Regions from separate parts of the Mus musculus genome. Here all the other regions are linked to region 1. A link is a contact called in public Hi-C, HiChIP or PLAC-seq and promoter capture Hi-C data. All regions are on one chromosome and are shown on one strand. The core of a region is the stretch at or near the end of the contact, and the rest is flanking DNA. Distances in the headings are between cores, read along the strand shown. Region 1 overlaps Kcnb1 (potassium voltage gated channel, Shab-related subfamily, member 1). Region 2 holds the start of B4galt5 (UDP-Gal:betaGlcNAc beta 1,4-galactosyltransferase, polypeptide 5). Region 3 overlaps B4galt5 (UDP-Gal:betaGlcNAc beta 1,4-galactosyltransferase, polypeptide 5). Region 4 has its middle 31 kb from the start of Ptgis.

Evidence for each region. Promoter capture Hi-C pulls out the DNA fragments that hold promoters and counts their contacts. A called contact is a pair of places that touch in the nucleus more often than the background predicts. HiChIP or PLAC-seq counts read pairs in DNA pulled down with a chosen protein or histone mark.
Region 2: a promoter capture Hi-C map of pre-B cells shows a contact between it and region 1, with 3 times the contacts expected there. The contact joins the promoter of B4galt5 here to the enhancer-like site in region 1. A contact is called at or near these places in 3 of 39 promoter capture datasets (liver, pre-B cells and stem cell-derived epiblast-like cells), 1 of 484 Hi-C or Micro-C datasets (nephron progenitors), 2 of 115 datasets of contacts at active chromatin or transcription factors (bone marrow-derived macrophages and memory CD8 T cells) and 1 of 9 other capture datasets (pancreatic islet).
Region 3: an H3K4me3 HiChIP or PLAC-seq map of bone marrow-derived macrophages shows a contact between it and region 1, with 4 times the contacts expected there. The contact joins two enhancer-like sites. A contact is called at or near these places in 1 of 115 datasets of contacts at active chromatin or transcription factors (bone marrow-derived macrophages) and 2 of 9 other capture datasets (embryonic stem cells and liver).
Region 4: a Hi-C map of B cells shows a contact between it and region 1, with 2.8 times the contacts expected there. The contact joins two enhancer-like sites. A contact is called at or near these places in 1 of 39 promoter capture datasets (embryonic stem cells), 7 of 15 datasets of contacts at CTCF or cohesin (CD8 T cells, the G1E-ER4 cell line, the NIH/3T3 cell line and 3 more), 36 of 484 Hi-C or Micro-C datasets (the 63-12 cell line, the AML12 cell line, B cells and 20 more), 4 of 115 datasets of contacts at active chromatin or transcription factors (bone marrow-derived dendritic cells, embryonic stem cells, large pre-B cells and 1 more) and 4 of 9 other capture datasets (adipose tissue, embryonic stem cells, liver and 1 more).

What each region holds. Positions count from the first base shown.
Region 1 is chr2:167,100,170-167,103,384 of GRCm38.p6, forward strand. Kcnb1 (potassium voltage gated channel, Shab-related subfamily, member 1) reads right to left here. Exons shown (of 2, transcript NM_008420.4): 2 at 1-3,215. Among named protein-coding and RNA genes, the nearest start is that of Gm39984, 23 kb to the left of the region's middle. Within about 2 kb of position 1,537, at least 115 of the 459 cell types and tissues checked have an H3K27ac peak or open chromatin away from gene starts, as enhancers often do. A contact at or near this core is called in the 63-12 cell line, B cells, CD8 T cells and 3 more, where this site is marked.
Region 2 is chr2:167,347,483-167,350,697 of GRCm38.p6, forward strand. B4galt5 (UDP-Gal:betaGlcNAc beta 1,4-galactosyltransferase, polypeptide 5) reads right to left here and starts at 1,696. Exons shown (of 9, transcript NM_019835.2): 1 at 1,436-1,696. The coding sequence starts at 1,550.
Region 3 is chr2:167,317,634-167,320,848 of GRCm38.p6, forward strand. All of the region lies in intron 1 of B4galt5 (UDP-Gal:betaGlcNAc beta 1,4-galactosyltransferase, polypeptide 5), which reads right to left. Among named protein-coding and RNA genes, the nearest start is that of B4galt5, 30 kb to the right of the region's middle. Within about 2 kb of position 1,593, at least 128 of the 459 cell types and tissues checked have an H3K27ac peak or open chromatin away from gene starts, as enhancers often do. A contact at or near this core is called in bone marrow-derived macrophages, where this site is marked.
Region 4 is chr2:167,269,687-167,272,901 of GRCm38.p6, forward strand. No RefSeq gene overlaps it. Among named protein-coding and RNA genes, the nearest start is that of Ptgis, 31 kb to the left of the region's middle. Within about 2 kb of position 1,640, at least 40 of the 459 cell types and tissues checked have an H3K27ac peak or open chromatin away from gene starts, as enhancers often do. A contact at or near this core is called in the 63-12 cell line, B cells and CD8 T cells, where this site is marked.

The sequences.
Region 1 (3,215 bases), core at 287-2,786:
AAAAAATAGACTACTCTGAGATGTGTGGACGTCCTAGGATATAGATGCTTCTAGGGCCAGAAAAATGGCAACAGGAAATGCAGAGGTAAGTCTTCTTTCCAGGTGTGGCCTGGGCTGCTTTGGGCGGCCCTGGCCTAGAGACATGAAAGTATTTGGGGGTTGTCATATAAACAATAATAGGTTAGGAAACGCCCAAGGCTAGAGTGTTCTGTTGTCCTGCTGGGGGCCTCGGAGCCCCCATCTTCCTCCTGCCAACCTGTCAGATACACATACACAAAGTCTGTCTCCAAACGAGGATGTTCTAGAAGCTTTTCTGTGTACCCATCCCCCTTTGATTCAGTGCAGGCTGTGGTTATTTTACTCGAGACAAAGTTGGCAGAGAAACAAGGAAAAGAGATCTATTTATATATCTATACCTACCTATCTATATAGAGATACCTGGCTTTAGGGACCCTTTTCTGTGATGAACTTTAAATATGTCCTTGTTCAAGGACTAGACATTCCAGCCATGACCAGAGTCAGACAAATACATAATTATAAATATTGACAATACATTACAGTTGTATAGAAGAGGATGCTGTTGCGTCTTGTTTCCTCCTTAGAGATGTGGATCTTCTCGGGAGAAGGGACAGAGACAAGGCTGCAGCTACAGAACACAGAGGAGATGAAGAGAAGGTGAGACTTGGGAGGAAAAAGAGCTCCTATTCCCAGCAACTGTCAGGGTGAGTGGAGCAGGTTAAGGGTGGCTTCCTCATTACTTTGGCGTTTCCTCTCTCCTCGATGACAAATATTCTCTCCTCCTTTACTCTCTCTCTCATCTAAATGTGCTTAAGGTAGAATACCAGAGAGAGATCTGTTGCCCCAGATCTGCTGCTTTGGAAACATCCAAAAATGAAAAGGCAAAAGAACTGGCTTGTCCTCACCTTGTCCACAGTAAGGCTTTCCCGGTGCGACAGGTGCGCACAGCAGTCCGACGCCTGGCCTTTTCTGATGACGTGGTGGATGCTGGGACTCCGATTCAGCTGGCTTTTTGATAGTCCTGTTGATTTCATAACCGGACCGGGAGATCTCCGCCTCCAGCCCCTGGAGTTATTTGGGTATCTCACTTCCTTTTGCTCTGGTTGGGTCAGGCCAGGTGGACCACCATGTTCAAGTGGCCTCTGTCCCCATCCCCTGGCTCTTGTCTTCACTGCTGAGACCCATCTGTCAGATTCATCTTCATCTTGGCAACCCAAGATTTCCCAGTGCGTGTAAACACATGTACCCGGGTCAGGTACATGCGGCCTGAGACTCTGTGTTCCTTTTTAGCCCATGGAGGGTTGGTAGAAAAATTTATAATATTCTAACTTGAGTTACACTTGTGTGGGGGAAGCTATATTCCCACAGTTCACACAAATATAAGTGAAAGGAAAAAAAAAAAAAACGCCAACAAAAACCAAAATGGAAAACTCTTCTTTTGCTTCGTCTATACTGTTTTGATGGTTGTCTCTATAGGAGTTCTGTCAGACTCTGCCTATGCAGCTAGGAAAGGTATTCTGGATTCATCATTTTCTCGGTATAATGCTACTTTAAAGTCAGACAAAACACAAGAGGGAGGGACAGCCAGGTCCTACACAAGGCAGAAAGGGCCTTTGGTTACAAGAAAAGTCGCACCAAGTGGTTCTTAAAAAAGAAAGCAATCATTTCTACACTGTACACCCGCCGTCGGCTTAACCAACCAATGAAATGCCTTGGTTTAAAGAAGGGGGGCGGTAACTTCCTTCTGGCTATTTATGGCTATGTTAAGACGTGTTTACTTCCTGATATGTAAAATAGACTATATCATCAGTAGGAGGTTTTTTTTTTTTTACAGATAGCTCTAAAAATATCTGAATCGGAAATCACAACTATTTACTTTTTATCAAAAAGCATTTGTTTGTTTCCCTGAATTTTCACATTTGTGCTGATGGGTGACTTATGAGCAACACAAAAGACAGACATGGAAGATGGTCAGCAGAAAGGTCCCACGATCATCGATCACCGGTCACACACAGGCCCCAGCGCCAGGCAGAGCTCAGCAGGGGGCCGTGGAGCCCCGCCCCCCTGCTTCCTGTCTCCAGGATGCCGCTGGTGCACGTGACCCGGCACTGTCTCAGCCCCTTTGCTCCTGTTTTGAGAAAGCTCTGAGGACGGATGGTGAGGCAGAGTCAACTTCTTATTTTCTTCATGAAAACAGCAAAATACCAAGCTGTGCCCTCTGGAGGGAGGGGGGACCCAGGTCTTTGGAGATGCTGAGAAGCGTCATGAACACTTTGTTTAAGGGTGGTGGGATGAGCCTTTAGCATCCTACCTGGGACAGGTGGCCTGACCGCAGCTATGGAAACAAGAGAAGGCAGAAGATCGTGATGTGCTACGTGTGCTGACGGGTGGATCATGCCATCGGACTGCTGGGCCGACCAGCCACACACGATACTGAGGACAGGTGACCATTATTGTCTTTGCTTCATCAGGAAGACATGCCCGTCACTGTTCTGAGGACAGGGAGGAGGACACTACAGCATTTGGGACATTACCCACTCACACTATAGTAAGAAAACCACATTGCCCTATTGTACCAGAGACAGGCTGACCAACAACATCGCCGTAACTAGAGCATTTGCGCAGACTGGTGTCACTGAGGAAGGGCCAACAATACTGTGCCACTGGGTCACAAGCAGGCGGGACGACGCCAGGTCAACGCTTGGACAGGAAGACTGACACCAGGAAGTGCACGGGAACCTCGAGGGATACACATGGGTACTTATTGCTTTTGGCTGTGCCGTCTGCCTAGATGGCCTCAGGGAGGAGCGTCGGGCTTTTGGGACAGACAGTAACATAGAACACACAATGGCCGGTTGACAAGAAAGAGCGGTACAACACCCGACACCCAACTCTTGCTGCGCCCTTCTGAGACGTTGTGTGTCTCTTGTACGCAGGCTTTAAGAGATCCCTGCCTCCGAAACCTGAGGACCTCTCCTGTCCCATGAGGGATGAGGGGTGATCCTGAGGGGTCACGGAAAAGCCCCGGACTCTGATGTGGTAACGGTAGACCCACTGTGGCCAGAAATGGGCACAAGTAATACCCCAAGTGCAGGGCCAGCTTACGGCCCAGGGGAAATAGTGCTTGTTTTAAAGTGCGAGATCTTGACACTGTCCCTGGTAGAACCTAGATTAGAAAAACATAAAGTGCTTTTTTT
Region 2 (3,215 bases), core at 446-2,945, 250 kb after region 1:
GTTGAAGAGTCTGGCTTCTATTCTTTCTCATCGAAAAAGGCTGATCACCATGGAGATACAGGAGATACACAGACCCAGACCAGAAACACCTGTCACTTTCACAAAAGGAAGAAAAATAGAGGGTCTGGCTGGAAGATGCCTGCAGGTTTAAACCTATCACTTCACTCTCATTTTGTGAGAATCTAATATCCTATTCGCTAATGAGCTCTCTTCTCAATTAATTTCACTAATTAGTTATCTATTCTTGTTCAGCCAGAATTCCTGCCCTTCTACTTAGCAAGCCTAACAAGCCACAATAATTATACATCCCTGGTGGAATGCCACTCACCAAATCAGTGAGGACAGTCTCAAGTTAGCTTTTCCATCTTCCCAGGTCAGGCTGACAGCATGAAACACCAACTTTAAACATCAAGTGAAACAAGCTTTAAAAAAAAAAATAATCAGGGGAGAGACTCTCTCCCTCTCTCCCTCTTTCTCTGGAAATTTCTCTGCCAGTTCAGAGTTGCCAGGTCAACAGGGAACACCAGCATTTACTACTCCGATCTCAAAGGCACTTCCCCTAAGCGGCACCCATCCCAACCATCCAGAATTCTCGCCCTCGGCCCCACCCCCAACAGCATCTTCTCATTTTTCACCAAGGGCTGAAGTTTTCACTAGCACTCCAAGACCACACTAAGGGAGGCAAGTCGCATTCCTTAAAACTCTTTCCTTCTGTCCCCCAAACTACCTGTAACAGCGAATATTTATTTATTATGTATGTATTTATTTCGAAGACGTTGGGCGTCCGCTATAGGGAGAAAAGCTTAAAGGGCATTTATGGCCCTCTGTCCTTTAAAGGCTGGGATTCGTGTCCCCATTTTACAGAGAAGAGAAGCTGAGGGCCCAAGGTCATACAGGACATCTGACCTCAGTGTCCTCTGCCTTTAACCCTCTCGCTGCCTTTGCCTTCTCATCAGCGTCCAGTCTGTTCCGGGAAGGGCTCGTTTTCTCTCCAGGCGGTCTCCCCCTCTAAAGGGCGGACCTTGGAGAACTGCTACCCATTCCGTTTCTTCTCTGGGCGACCCCCCCCTCCCTTCCACCTGGCACCGCTTCTTCAAGGCCCCTGTCACAGCACCTCCTCCATGGCCAATTCAAACTTCCCATCGGTCCCCAGAGCAGGTCGGGTCCGCTATGAGCGGCGGGCGAGCGGCGGGCTCCAGGGAGGAGGGGGGGGAGGGGAAAGGGGCGCGCAGCCCGCAGCCCCGCCGGGTCTGGGCAGCCAACGCGCGGCCGCGGAGGGCGCGGGCGGCTGCGTCAGGGAGGAGGCCGCGTGTGCGGGCGGGCTGCGGGGTGGCGCGGCAGGAAACGGCGAGTCACGGAGCGCGGGGTCGGCCGGGGCGGCGGCGCGGGCCGCAGCGGGAAGAGGCGTGGGGTGGCCGCAGGGTCGCCTTCCTACCTATGCCGGGCGCCACATAGACGAAGTAGAGCAGCGAGGACGACAGCGAGAAGAAGAAGAGCGCGGCGAGCAGCGAGCGGCGCGGCAGCCGCAGCAGCCCCCGGCGGGCGCGCATGCTGAGCCGGCGGCCGCTCGAGGGCCAACCCGGGCCCCGCTCCCGCCGCTCCGGTCCGCCGCCTGGGCCTCGGCCGCCGCCTTCCGGGCTTCGCGCGCCGCCGCCTCGCCGCTTTCAGCCGCCGGCCGCCGCGGGCCGGGCCACATGAGGCGGGAGGGGGCCGACGACCAGAGGAGCTCAGCGGCGGGGGCGAGGCGGGCGGGGCGGGGCCTGTTAGGAGGGCGGGGTGAGGGGCGGGGTCTGATGCTGAGGGCGGGGCGAGGGCAAGGGCCGCAGTCTGAGGAGCAGATGGAGGTACCAGACCTGAGGCAGGCCTGATGGGGACCGAGTAAGGGCGGGGCCTAAACTGGGGGCCGGACGAGGGCGGGGCCTGATGTTAAGGGTGCCTCCGCGAGCCTGAGAACACCGGCGGGGACCGGGCTTGAAGTCTGATGGGGAGGGGGATAAGGGCGGGGCCGGGAGCATAACAAGCATTTTGCGGGAGCCTGAGCCTGAGGCCTGACGGGGAGGAGAGAAGGGCGTGGCCTGAGGCAAGGGGGCGGGAATGGGCAGGGCCTACAGTCCGGGGAGCGCATCTGTGGGGCGGGGCCTGGATGTGGGGGCGGGGCGGGGCGGGGCGGGGTTCACGCGCGAGCACTCTAGCCGCAAGATCCTCGAGCGGCCGCCGCCCATGCTGGCAGGAAGCGGCTCGCTAGTACGACTTGGTTCCCGTGCGAGCTCCCCACGCGGGGATCGAGGGGTGGTGGACAATGTGTGAATAGCCAGGTAGCCCGCCGCTGCAGCAGAGCAAGGATGCAGAGGCCGGGGCATTCGTGTTCGCCCTCACTCATCCATTCATTCCAGACACCATTTATGATAAAGTGGCAGTTACGGGTCCTGGGGCCGGGGATGCTCCACGGAGCAAAGATTCCTCTGGGAACCTGTATTAATGCGAATAAGAAAAAAATCAATATAACAGATGATGATGATAAGAGATATGAAAACAATTAGACATGAAGATGTTTCGGATGCATTCTACTCTAGTCTGAGATTGAGGGGGAAGCCTCTCCTTCCTGGGTGGCATGAACACAAAAGAATGTGAAAGTGCCAGGTGGAGAAAGAGTGGTCCCACTAAGGGGAACTACAAATGCAAAAGCCGGAAGGAAGGAAGAAGGGGCTTGATCCGCCTTCAATGAATCCAAGGATAAAATCCCAGGAAAGAAGAAGAGATCCAAACAAGGTCACATCCTACAGGACAGAACAGTGGTGACAACTGTCAATGTTAAGACACCGAGAAACAGGGCTTCTTAGCCAGTAACAGCCTCTCTCTAAGTCCTGAGATCGTGGCTCCCCTACCCCCACTTTGGCCCCATTGCACCGATGAGAAAACTGAAGCTTCTGGAAAGAGAAGCAAGTCGTCTAAGTTGTGAAGTAAGGGCTCAAATCAAAAGTGGCCTGCCACCGGGGCTTGACCACTAACCCCATTTCTCATTCTGCACTGTCATGTGCACTTCCAAGCCTCGACTTTCCCATCACCTCCAAAGCCATGTTTTGGTATGTGTTCCTTTTGGTTTCTCAAACCAGTGCTCTACAAGGACAGAGATTCTGTTTCATGTTTTGCTATGTATGTGCTCAGAGCTCAGTGCCCAGTACCTAAAAGATCAACAGAGGGGATGCAGAGCACCC
Region 3 (3,215 bases), core at 343-2,842, 220 kb after region 1:
AGGACAGCAAGGGCTATACAGAGAAACCCTGTCTCGAAAAACAAACAAACAAACAAACAAACAAACAAACAAGCCAATGTCCAAGCAGACACACGGACCTCCAGTCTGAACCCCTACGTCGCCCACCGACTTTATGAGAAGATATTGTCTTAACCCTCTTTCCATACCAGTGAACACGTTTTGTTTCAAATGACTTTTAGAGTGTTAGCCATGTGGTTAGTGAAGTCAGAATCTCGGAACTACAAAGCCCAGTGCTCCAGGACATAGAGTGACTTTACACTGACAAGCAGTACTTCCCACCACCGTGGTTCTGATCAACGCTGGTTGAACTGCAGTTAAAAGCCAATTTTAGCTTGAAAGCCAACTGTGAGGTGCCCAGCCCAGTCAGCAAATGCCTCCCACAGACTTTAGCCTTCTCTTGTAGAAGCGGGAGAAAGCATGGGGTTGGGGGAGGCTGAGACAGCACAGAGCAGGCATCAGTTAAGGAAGGCTGTCCAGTGTGGGATGCTAAAGTGACACTTTGCACAGATCAGTCTTGCTGATGGATGACACTAATTATTACCCGGCCCCATGCCTACACTGAGGAATCTCTTATAACCATGACACAGATAAGAAAAATAAACTCTTCCTCGAAGCTGTGGCTTACTCGGAGCATTTCCAGGCACAGAGCTGGCGTCTCCTCTTTCCTCCTGAGTTCTAATCCACCTGCAGTTGTCTCTTGCACACACAGAAAAAAAAATCCCTAACAAAACTACCAGATTGGGAAGAAAATAACGGGACATAATGAAGCCAAGAGGCAAAGAGAGATCAAGAGCAAACCCAGGCAGGAGTCTTTACTGTAGACCTGTGCACTGGTTAGTGTGCCTAGGGAGCAAGGCACAGCACAGTGGGAGCTGTCTCGGGTGTGAGCACCATGCTGAAAGCCATGGCCTTGAAGGAAGTGTCCAGGACTAGACCTCAGCGGGCCAACTAATCAATACTCAGAACAAATAAATCCCCACCCTGCAAAACACCAAGGTTCCATCCAAAGCCAACCCTGGGACCTGCTCCTTCCTGCAAAGCTGCGACAGGAAGAGCCTGTACTGCACAGTGAGTTCTGACCATTCCTGCAGAAGCAAGACAATGTTCTGCAGTTCAACCTGGTCCTCGCAGCAATAAGGCTCAGTCTTGGTCTGTGTGATGGGTAAATGGGTTAAAAATCTGTAACCTGTTTGATCTTCAAGACCTACACTCTGGAAGGCACCCGGGGTGATGTCTCTGTCACATGGGTATCACAGAGGACCAAGGCTCACATGTCGAAAGACAGTAATGTGTCACCAGTGTGTGGAATACTTTCAAAGTGCTCTGACATCTATGACTAACATCAGCTGTGTTTCTGAATAACTGAATCCCACCCTAAGCACCAGAGGTTACAGAGTCCCAGCTCTCCCTCGGCTGTCAGGGAAGACGAACTCACTGATTCTGCTTCTCCTGGCTTCCTATGGGGTCAGTGTACTTCCTGCTTCCTGCCGCACTGCTGAGTTTCCTAACGCCTGTGTGTGAGACCTCTGAGGTCACTGACTTGCAGGCTATTTGTTGCCTTTGAGTCACAGAAGCAGGAACAGAGGTCTGCCTAGGTCATCTGACCTGGCAAAGCCAGGTTTCACAGCTGGGCTGTCTCTGCAGTCCAGTTTCCCAAGTGCCCCAAACCATCCTCGTGTTATTCTCTGATATGATCTTTTTACTGTCAGGGTCACATGCTCAACTGATTCCCAGTATTCTTCAGTGCCAGGCACCAACACAATATGCCAGGAGCCATTCCGAGCACCTTCAGAGATTTACAGTTTTAAAAACTTGATGCTCAAATGAGAGTCATCGACTTAAACATTTCAAATTTCCTCACTGCACACACTGAGACAGCATAGCGACAGGTTATGACAAACATGAGTTTCTTTTTAAACAGAAGCTATAAAGCTAGAGAAAGATGGCTCAGGAGTTAGCATTCACTGAACAATCATAAGAACCAGAATTCAGATCCCAGCATCCACGCAATGAACCTGGCACTCCAGCTCCAAGGTGTGCATAGACAGGGGATCCCTGGGGCTTGCTGGCTTTGAGTCTAGCTGAGGAAACTCAAACTCTAGGTCCCTGGAGAAGAATCTGCTTCAGAGGCACAGGGGAGCACACACGGGCACACATGGGCACAGGGGAGCACACACGGGCACACACGGGCACAGGGGAGCACACACGGGCACACACGGGCACACACGGGCACAGGGGAGCACACACGGGCACACACGGGCACAGGGGAGCACACACAGGCACACCTGCACTCAAACACAGACACTTATTTTAGTATATGAGTACACTGTAGCTGTCTTCAGACACACCAAAAGAGGGCATCGGATCCCATTACAGATGGTTGTGAGCGACTATGTGGTTGCTGGGAATTGAACTCAGATCCTCCGAAAAAGGAGTCAGTGCTTTTAACTGCTGAGCCATCCCTCCAGCCCCAACAAATAAATCTTTAAAAAAAAAAAAAGTTATAAAAAGCAAGTGTGGTGGTTCAGGGCTGTAATCTCAGCAGAGACCTGAGTCAAGAGGATTGGGAATTCAAGGGTGTCATCATCTTTATAAGTGTTTGAGGCTAGCCTGGGCTACATGGGACCCTGGTTTGTTTTGTTTTTGTTTGTTTTAAAGCCATTCCTGGTAATCCATACCTTTAATCCCAGCTCTCGGGAGGCAGAGGAAGGCCACCTAAGGTTACATAGTGAGACCCCATATCAAAAACAGGTAAACAAACCAAGAAAAAGATTGATTTCTAGAAAGCAAAAATAAAAAGCTACATCTCTTTCCTCTAAAATGCAAGGAGACTTTTGGCTGCAGAATTTGCACGCACACATTATCACATCCTTTAAATGCTTTGGAGCAACAGAAAGTGTTTAAGGAAACTGGAAGTGGAATCACACAGGCCAAAGGGCGAACACAGGCTTTCATTTCAAGCTAACTGGGGAGAAACTGCCTGTTGCTCCCCAAGGCCTTCTGATCCCAGACACAAAAGCCACTTAGTTTATCGCAGGTTGTTTCCAGTCAACTTATTTCCAAATATTAGAAAATAAAATAATTAACAGCTATGCAGTGTCTTGCAAACAATCCTACAAACTTGCCAATCATTCATTTATTTATTTATTTATTTATTTATTTATTTATGTTTTTCAAGACAGGGTTTCTCTGTG
Region 4 (3,215 bases), core at 390-2,889, 170 kb after region 1:
TCCATCCATTCATCCAACCATCCATCCATCCAACCATCCAACCAACCATCCATCCATCCATCCATCCATCCATCCATCCATCTATCCAACCATCCATCCATCCATCCATCCATCCATCCATTAATTTCCCATCCATCTATCTATAATCTATCCACTCGCCTATTGTAGTGGTTTAGATAGACTCATGTCTGTGAATGCTTGGCCCACAGGAAGTGACACTATCAGGAAGTGTGGCCTTGTTGGAGGAAGTGTGGCACTGTGGGGGCAGACTTAGAGATCTCTTATATGCTCAGGGCTATGCCCAGTGTGGCACACAGTCTCCTGCTGCTGCCTGTGGACCAAGATGTCGAACTCTCAGCTCCTCTAGCACTATGTGTGCCTGCATGCTGCCATGCTTCCCACCATGATGAACTAAACCTCTGAAACTGTAAGAAAGCCCCAATTAAAAGTTGGGGTGAAGTTGGGCTTGGATAGGGCTGGGGCTTGGGTGGAGCTGAGGTGAGTTTGAGGCTGGGCCTGAGATGAGGCAGAGCTGAGGCCAAGCTGGTCTGGGTTGTTTGGAAGTGGCTGTGGATACAACTTTCCTCTGGGAGACTCCAGCCAGTGCAGTTCTGTCTGCTGGGCCCAGGCCTAAAGCCCATGGCTCCCCAGGGCTGGGCTCCAGCATGGTTGCCTCCACTCCTCCTCCCACGCTACCAAGGTATCCGAGCTTACCACATGACAAAGGGCCTCTTGCTGGCCCTGGGCTCAGACAGAACCTTCTGCTGCCATGGAAAATAGTCACAACCACCAAAGTGGAGGGCCACATTAGCTCTAGCCATGACCTGGTGGCTTCCTGGCTCTAGCCCCCTCTCACTTCGTCCTGTCTGCCCATCTTCAGCCAGCCTGGATTCACACATACTCCCTAAGGGTCACAGCTCCAGGAGCCACCAAGATAGCCTTGTCTATCTGTTTAGTGGCTGTGGACTGGCCAGAGCCAATACTTAAGAGGTCAGTGCCAAAGAGCCAGGGCAGCTTGGTTCAGATGCAGACCCTAACCCTGGCTAAGTGGCCCCAACGGAGTGGCCCTGACCACCACACAACCTCTCTGAGCAGCTGTTTGTCATGTGTGAAGTGACCATTCAGGCTTGTCACCTGGTCCCAGTGTACTTAACATTCAAGGGAATAGGGCATGGTAGTATATACCTGTAATCGAGTATTTGGAAAGCTGAGACAGGAGGATTATTTTGATGTCAAAGCCAGCCTGGAGAACATAGCAAAATCTAGCTCAAAAAAAAAAAAAAAAAGGGGGGGGGGATGTGCCAAGTGTGGCCTCAGCAGAGGCAAGCAGATCTCTGTAAGTTTGAGGCCAGCATGGTCTACATGGCAAGTTCCAGGACAGCCAGGGCTATGTGAGACTCTCTCAAAAACAAAAACAAAGTATTAGTAATAAGATGAAAGAGACAGAGAAAGGAAGGAAGAAAAAAGAAACAAGACCCAAATGTGGTGGCTTGGTGGGTGGGGCCTGGTGACCTGGGTTCAATCCCCAGGGCCCATATAGTGGAGAGAAAACTAGTTCTTGGTGTCATCCTCTGAGTGGCAGCCACGTGCTCGCCACGGTTGTGCGAGTCCATGCACGTGGCTTGCAGTTCCAGGAAATAAAGAGGAAGAATGACAGGAACCTCAGAGCCCAGAGCTGAACACTCAGCCTCTGAGGGCCCAGGCGAGAGCCAGCAATGACCGCAGACGCTGGCTGGGGATTTGGCAGTGGCTCACTCCCTCAGCCTGATTACCCGAAAGGCCACATCTTCCAATTGCTTGGGGGGATAGGGAGGGGCTGGAAATCTTGAATTTTCAGGAGTTTTCTCAAGTGTTAAGTGTTGACAACTGATTTAAAACACGTAGACGCATCTGTGAGTGGGATGTGTCCACCAGCTGTTTGATTGAGGCCCTTCCATTAACCTAGTCACTCAGGCCCAGAGATGGTGAGCCACCAGCCTCAGGCCATGAAACACAGGAAGGCAGGAAACACAGTGACCTTTTCTTCTTGGACCACAGAAAGTGGCCCAGACTTAACCATCCTCTGACCCTCAGCTTTACCCTCCAGGCCTGGCAGCTGGTGCTAAGGGCCATGCTGTCCTGACGAGGGCGCTGCCACCTCTCTCTGGCCTACCCAGCCTTACCAGATACTGAGTGTTGTGGGGTAGTCCCCAGAGAAGACTGCTTCAAATGGGTTGGAGCAAATAGAAAGTTTTTACTAGCAGGCCAGTGTTTGGGATCCCAGTGTAGCCCTGAGCCTTTCTCAGGGTGAGCTTTTCAGCACAAAATCCAAGTCCTGGGTTGACAGACTCTGATGAACAAGAACAGTTAACTGGAAGCAGAGCTACAGATGCCAGAAAGCAAGGTTAGTACATATAAAAGCTTCCCCATAACTATGGACCTCGATAAATTAGGCCTTTGCTCTAGTTTTGTCTGTGTGCTGAGTTTTGCAGCCTGAATGGCATTTTCATCATGGAGTCGGTTGTGCTAAGGTTTCAGGGCCTACTAAGGTCTGGGACCCTGTTGCGCTGAGATCAAGAGAATGTCTCCGAGGAGGAACCACCCTAGTGGGCAAGAAGTTGTGATAAGGAAGGGCTCACTCCTTCCATGCCATGGTGACCTGGAAGCACTTGGCAGGCTTGAGCAGAGCTGGGGGGAGGTGGGGGCTGAGCAATAGAAGTCCTGAACCCTGGGCTCAGGGAAATGGTACAGTTGGTAAGCATGTGCCATCCAAGCATGAGGACCTGAGTTCAAATCCCAGCACCGTATAAAAGCCAGGTGTGGTGGCATGTGCTATAATCTCAGAACTTAAAGGCAGTGAGAGTGGGGGAGGGGGGAGGTGTCACTGGGGCTTCCTGGCCGGTCATTCTAATCAAAACAGCAAGCTCTGGGCTCAGTAATAAGATTCCATCTCAAAAAGTAAAATGGAGGGCAAATGAAGAGATTATCTGGCACCAACTCCTGGCTTACACACACACACACACACACACACACACACACACACACACACGCACACGTAGCATGTGTGTCCTGGAGAAGTAGCTGAGAGTTCTACATCTGGATCAGTAGGCAATAGGAAGAGACAGTGAGACACTGGCCTGGCTTGAGTATCTGATACCTCAAAGCCTGCCTGAAATGACAAACTTTCTACAAGGCCACACCCACTCTAACAAGGCCACACCCACTCCAAGACCACA